2 separate regions of the Gasterosteus aculeatus genome follow, and region 1 is linked to region 2. The links are chromatin contacts, called in public Hi-C maps. All regions are on one chromosome and are shown on one strand. The core of a region is the stretch at or near the end of the contact, and the rest is flanking DNA. Distances in the headings are between cores, read along the strand shown. Region 1 holds the start of nars2 (asparaginyl-tRNA synthetase 2, mitochondrial). Region 2 holds the start of fam181b (family with sequence similarity 181 member B).

Evidence for each region. Hi-C and Micro-C count contacts between places; a contact is called where the count stands out from the background.
Region 1: a Hi-C map of whole body shows a contact between it and region 2, with 4 times the contacts expected there. The contact joins the promoter of nars2 here to the promoter of fam181b in region 2. A contact is called at or near these places in 3 of 6 Hi-C or Micro-C datasets (skeletal muscle, tail fin and whole body).

What each region holds. Positions count from the first base shown.
Region 1 is chr1:15,643,799-15,647,114 of fGasAcu3.hap1.1, reverse strand. nars2 (asparaginyl-tRNA synthetase 2, mitochondrial) reads right to left here and starts at 1,415. Exons shown (of 14, transcript XM_040168810.2): 1 at 1,051-1,415; 2 at 758-867; 3 at 531-651; 4 at 269-409; 5 at 115-195; 6 at 1-24. The coding sequence starts at 1,218. LOC144409422 (a long non-coding RNA gene) reads left to right here and starts at 541. Exons shown (of 3, transcript XR_013467865.1): 1 at 541-687.
Region 2 is chr1:15,427,444-15,431,048 of fGasAcu3.hap1.1, reverse strand. fam181b (family with sequence similarity 181 member B) reads right to left here and starts at 1,688. Exons shown (of 1, transcript XM_040190966.2): 1 at 1-1,688. The coding sequence starts at 1,497. The coding sequence ends at 565.

The DNA of each region.
Region 1 (3,316 bases), core at 166-2,665, 220 kb before region 2:
TTCTTCATTGTTTGGGCTGGACGGCTGTGGTAGAAGAACAGGTTCCGAGGTATCAAAGAATGGAATTGATTCTTATCAATATATCAGAGCTTTGATTGACAGTAACACACTCACCTCAACCTGAAAGAGTTCCCCAGCCCCTTCACAGTCGTTTGAGGTAATGACCGGAGTGTGAATCTGCACAAAGCCATTTTCCTGAGAAAAAATAAATAAATTAAAAAATACATAAGTCTGACTGCGCATTAAAAACTCTTCCACTGATGCTCACCTTGAAATACGAGTGAACCGCTGTAGTGGCCTCACTTCGTATTCTCAACAGGGAGCTAAAAGCATTTGTTCTACACCTGAGGTGCGGGAACTGGCGAATATACTCAAGGCTGTGCCTCTCTTTTATTTTGAAGGGAAAATCCTGAAACAACAATTCAAAGCAGTATTAGTAAATGAAATGCCATTTGATGGCCACATTACAAAGTTAGAACATAAAGGCAAAGATAGCACAGTCTCAGCTAAGAAACTTGTTTTTTTCTTACCACAGGGTCACAATCTCCAACTACGTGGATACGGTCTGCTTCCAGTTCAAACGGCTGTCTTTGGCGTGGGCTTTTCCGAAGAGTACCCGTGACTTCAACAGCACTACCAAGTGTGAGCAATCTTAATTTGACAGAGAAAAAGAAGGGACGAGAGTCAGTGAGTAATTTTTTTTATGTGCATCCTTCATACCTAAAAAAGGATTATGTAGAGGAAATAAAGTGCTCACGGGTCATCCAACTCTGAGCTGGCGACGACCTGCAATGACTGCAGGGAGCTCCCATCGTTCACGTGGAGAAAGAGATTTGCCTTCTGAGGTCTAACAGACCGAACCCATCCCTAAGGCACAGAAACCAGTCAGATACACCTCGCTGTTCCCTCTGCCAATACAGAAATACATGTTTTCTTTTTTGCATGTAATGCTCATGAAACCAGATGTTGGCGACTTGAGAATTCATTTATTCATAAGTGACGATAGATAAACATTAGCTTAGCTGCATGCTAGCAGGCGCGGAGTGTCACCTGCACTTTGACATTCGCTCCCAGTTTAGCTCCTGAAACTGCTTCTGACACTCGCAGTGTGGCTGGCGTCTTCTGGCAATAACGTCGGATACTAAACGATGTTCCCCGAGTTAGCGTTGCTGCTGTGGTCGTCGCAACAGAAAGCGTTTTAGCAGCAGACTGAAACATCGTGACAAAGGCCGAGAAAGAAAAGCCGCTACAAACACGACACGTTGCGACAATTTGAAGATGTAATAAACGACATTTTCAACGGTATACTTTTCGTTTTACTCTTAACGTGACATTCACGTTGTGTCGGACAGTAACACTTCCTGTTTGGGTATTCCATCGTTCGCCTTGGTGGGTCACGTGGTTTTCATTATCCAATGAGGGGACGACCTCTAACGGCCAGTGGCGCTGGGTAGTGTAGTTCTCCCAACAGGAGTCTAAATGCCATTTTAGGATTTCGGGATTGTACTTTCCTTTCTTTATGTAAATGTTAATGATATTAAACTTTGCTGTAGACACTTCACAAGAACGCATTCTTCAATAAAAATATAACAAAAGTAAATAGCATGAGGGTTGTCAAGGGAAGAGCACTCTTTACTTTAGAATTACTATTAAGATTACTCACCTATTCACCAAAAGCAACTGATTGAATACAATTCAAATACGTGGAAAGTATACAAAATCCAGAGGGGAAAATCTACAAAAAGTGTAAATAGGAGATTAAACATTTATGTTCTCCACTCTGTAAGAAGCATTTCCATTTTAATGTCCCAGTCATTTTCTATCTGCAGAAAAGGGGAATAATGACAAGTTGTTGTTTTTTTGTTGATGCACAACATCTTTAGAACCACTGGCCACATTATAATCACACAAAAGACTGTGAACCAAAGTTATTTCACAAGCAGGGTAAAATCCGAAATATATTTCCAACACCAAAGTGTAACACGTGTGGAGTGATTCAATAGTGTAATGAAGCAAACAGAGCAGCCATCGCAGCCACATGGAAATCCTCTTTAATCTTACATGATGTATCTGCCGTCAGTTTCAGGCCCTTTTGGGCGTAAACCTCGTTAATCCAATACCCACATTGGCAACTGGGTCTATTTCCACCATTTGCTGCTGAACTAAATCAGATCATGCCAGCAATGTAATAAGATGCCATAGACAATTACTCACCTGGACTTGCCTGTCAGATCTGGAGCCCCTGGTCTGGGCCTGCCAGCAAACACAGAGCTGGGTGTCTCCACCTCCGGCTGCTTATGACACATCATCATTAAACCCAACATGATGCATTTGAAAAGTCAGCAGGGTCATTGATATTAATTATCTCCAGCATGGATGGAGCAATTATGCACATGCTTTGTCTTAATGGGGAGCAGAACAAGTCCATTTTCCGATTCATTGACGTAGGGTCCAAACTATGAAATGGGATTTGTTGAGGTCATGATGTCCGCATACGGTATGTTTCTGAGTCTTTATAGCAAAATTGAAACACGGTGACCTTAAGACTGGATGGAAAACAACAATTAATTTATATTTAGTTTGCTGGAAGTAGAAGACAACAATAGTAACAACAAAAACAAAAATAAAAATAATATTATTATAACTAACTCAAGAAAATCTATAAATGTCAGTATTAATAGAGTAATATACTCCGAAAATTCTCTCTCCTCCTACACAACAATGTGCAATATCTTGCATCACCATAAGGTAGTGCTGTAGCTCTACGGCACTTCCACTTCTTCCTCCAACTCCTACTGCACCTATTGCAGATTTATTCATTTACCCCTGAGTTGCCTCCAATATATTATTCATTTGCAGCTTCAAGGTCTACTGAAATGGAAACAAGCTGGCATTGTTATGTTCTCTTTGCAGTTCTATCAAGAATAATGCAAAGGCCCTGCTGGCTTTCATCGACATCTGATGGTCTAGAACAGCGAATTCAGGTTGCACCCAGCAACTGTTTCCTACGCATCAGTAGGAACAGCAAAGTTGAGATACCCCCCAGTGTTTATCCGTAACAAGATTTGTAATCCCCCCCCCACTTCCTAACACATTCCGTGAAAACCTTCATATGGGGGTGATACCTGATGGCATGTCGCATGTATTTATATATTTGCGCAGACACACATCGGCCCTCAAAAACCAGCAGGGAATGTATGCAGGAAACAAGGGGAGACAGTTTGTTCTGTACGAAACTAAACAGAAAAAAACAACCACAGTAGACTTGTATCCTGTTAAACTCTCCCCATGATAAATAAAAAGGTTATATAAGTCA
Region 2 (3,605 bases), core at 439-2,938:
AAATAATTTGAGCAGAGTGTGTTTTCCCTTCTCCGTAGAATAGATTGTTTCAACATGTTTTGTTGAATGTGATTTCAGTGATACGTTTTTTTTTTCTAACAGCACTTTTAGTGGAGTAAGCTGACAACTATTTCTGCTTTTGACTTTTTTAGGAAACACAAACATGTTAGAATGAATTGACTGATTAGATATATCCTAATGAAAAGAGCTGTATTTTTCCTTCCCAATGTTGCTAGAAATTGCCTGAGGTAATGAAAACAACATCCACTTGAGAAGCATTTTAATATTAAACAGAACAGTCGGTAGATGAAACTGACATGTTGAGTGACACAAGAGGTACAAGCCATCCAGTTACTTGAAAAGCTTTGGATATTTTTTTGTTGTTGTTGTTGTTGTTGCTGTTGTTGAGGGGGGATTGGCACAAATCGCAGAAATTCCGGTTACGAAATTATTTGCGTGACAGATAAACAAATATAATAAGCAACTCTCTCAAACTAGTGTTAAAATTGAGCAATTTTTATCTTCCATTTGTCTGCACTTTCAACACCACAAATGTCCCCCTTCTCATAGAGATGAATAATTAGCTCTGTTATAACCACCGCTTAGATCGTAGGTGGCCTGAGGTGCGGAGCAGTCCGTGAAGTAGTTGGGGAAGGCCAAAGTGCACAGCGCGTTGTCCTCTACGGACACAGAAGCGGCCTCAGACGGACAGTAGACGGGAGGCTGGCTCGCACCTACTTTCTTACAGGGTCCAGAGTAGCTAGTCCAGGGCTCCGAGTACAGGAGGCCGCCAACCAAATGCTGAGCCTCGTAGGAAGTGGGATCCGGGCCTCCCATCTCCGGCTGTACCCGGACACTTTGATAAAGGTCCTGTTCGCTGACCATGTTGCTGTAGTCGGGCCCCAGGAGCTCAAAGAACTCGGCGGCCTCGGGGTTGCCTCGCTCCAAGTCCTTCAGCGTCATCCCGGACGTGGAGCTGACTTTGGAGCAGTTGGCCGGCTCGGTGAAGAAAGAGGGGGGTAGATTGCGGTGCCTCAGGGGGGGCTTCCTGGTTCTTTCGCCCCTTATGTCCTTCACAGGACTGAAGAGGGCTGCCAAGCTCTTGCTCTGCAAGCTGGCCTGGACCCCGTCGCGTTTGGGTGGGGTTTTGCTCTGCGAGGGCTGAGCCGCAGGGGAACCCTGCCTCTTGACCGGGGCCTCTGCCGTGTTTGCTGGCGTTATGATGCCCGTGCACCTTTTGATCTGCTTTTGCAGGTACTTCCGGTGGTTGACCTTCCTCTTGGATTTCACCGGCTTGTCCAGAGCCAGCTTGATGTTGCTGGAGGCCGAGTCTATGAAGCTCAGCAGGTCGCTGGTGGTCTCTCTGTAGTCCTCTTCGGTTTCCGCCTCACCCAGGAGGCTCCCGTCCAGACTCTTCTCCACGTCGTACTCCATCACAGAGCCAGGGAAGCAGAAATTCATGAACTGAGGGTTCATGATTGCTGTCTGAACAGCCATTACTCTGCGGAGCCCAGCGGCTACACCTGTGGCATCCGCTGTGCTGCCTGAGACAAAAGTTTCTTCAGAGCATGTCTTGTTCTTACCCCTGACAAACCCTCGGTCCTGATGCTGCTCATGAAGTTCCTGTAAACATTCCAGTTTGGGAGTGAAGGGCTGGGAGGGAAGCAGGGAGATCTTTCAGGGGGCCGGACCAGTGATGTCAGAACATCAAAGAGGAGGGGCAAAGAGAGTGCAGGACTTAACTCTTTGCTTGTGTCTGACCACCTGCATCTAAGAGGGATTTGTCTGAAATTCCCTGCAGAGTTGAAGACAATAGCTGCCGTCACAACTCTCCCCCTCTAGTTTAACTGTTTGTGTGTGCGCCGAAACAAAAAGGCTTGCATGAAGCCGGAGGATATTACTGTAACCGTGAAGAGAAAAGAATAGTAGTTGTTGTGCCAAAACCTTAAGCTTTTAAGTGTAGTATTATTATTAAGGATACCACATTTGGGATACCAACATGTTAGGCGGGTTAAGGTCAAATGTCCCATATAAAATACAGCCAATGAGTGTCATTATTCATAATATTGACACATTTTGAAACTTTTTAACCACTATTCAACCATCAAACCTACTTGTGTGTTTCCTTAGTGAATTATCAAGTAGAAGTTAAGCAATGAATCTAATCAATGTTCATGTAGGCCACTGACACAAACCCAAATATCAAATTGAGGCTAAACATTAGTGAGAAAGGCTTCTTTTCAGTGGGAAAATCTCTGTGCCCAAACAGATGCCACTATTTGGGAGAATCTCCCCCAACTGCTCGCCTGTGTCTTAATCTGCTCATGGCAAAAGTTGATTTCTAGTGCATTCCCAGGCCAGTGGGAATTTCTGCCCTGGCCTGACAACTATTATGGGCTGCCTTTGACATAAAGCCCTACAGGGTCTAAATAGCCTCTATTCTTCGCCCGGCACTGAAAGGGAGCTTTGTGCCAGAGATTCATTAAATTGCACCTCACAGCCCCTTCGTAAAATGGGTCTCAATAATGAACAGTCGATTTAACTAGAAAAGCGGCCTGAGCTGTTAATTTAAAAAGGGGAATAAAGTGCAGTTCAGGCTCAGGGGGGGCAGACGAAATGTTGACCCTAAGGTATCGCGTGTATTAAACTTGTGTAGTAAAGCATAACTTGTAAAACTTTACTTGTTCACAGGAAGTTTCTGGGCCGGCCGTGAATGCAACGGAGGATGTGTCCAAGAGCCAGATTGTTATGTTGCCAGCACTCATCCCAATTTGAGTGGAATTCCAGCAGAATTCTGAGTGTATGGATGGTCGGGCACAGTTTAACTTCACAAAAAATGTCTAATTGGCCACCGCATTTGAGTAGCCAGAAAGTTTCAATCTGATCACATTAAAGGCTTCGTGTATTATTCACATTTCAAGTTAATTATTAGCTGAATTATTGAAAGACGATCCCTCCTCTTACCAAAGTGCATGCTGAGGTGAGGCAGGGACTCGTTATAGAGTTGGAGGGATGAAAGGAAAAGTCTTAAGCAGCGAGGGAGTGAGGCCGTTAAAAAAAAAAATCTTTCTTATGTTAATTCCCGGGGAGGAAAGGAGACGGTGAAAGTGATAGCACTGATCTAATTATCCGTGGCAGTATGCAGCTGAAAAGAAATGCAGAAAAACTCAAATCTACGAGCAACAACTGGTTACAAAACAAATAATGTCCGTCTGTTTGTACAGCTGGCCATGAAAGACCTGATTAAAAAATAAATAGCCTTGGCATACTCATCTGGCATTATATTACAAGCTTTCATTTGTAAATTCAACACTTTTAGTTGATCGCAGGGATGCCACACCACAACGTCTCATGAATTCAGAGGAGAAGAACTGAGCTTTTAACGCCTGGATAAAGTGAGTCTGCCTCCCTTTCCTAGTTTTGGCAAAGTGACATCATCACAGTCGTGGCAGCGATCCCACCCCCACGCCCCCCCCCTTTTTTCCCCTCTAGTCGAGGGGCTTTGGCTTTTGTGCCAGTGGGTCATTCACATCAGAGTCTGACGCACAGATCCCGGAAACAAGTTTCTATTGTGGCGTGAAGGCTGCGAGGGCGAGAGGGGTTGA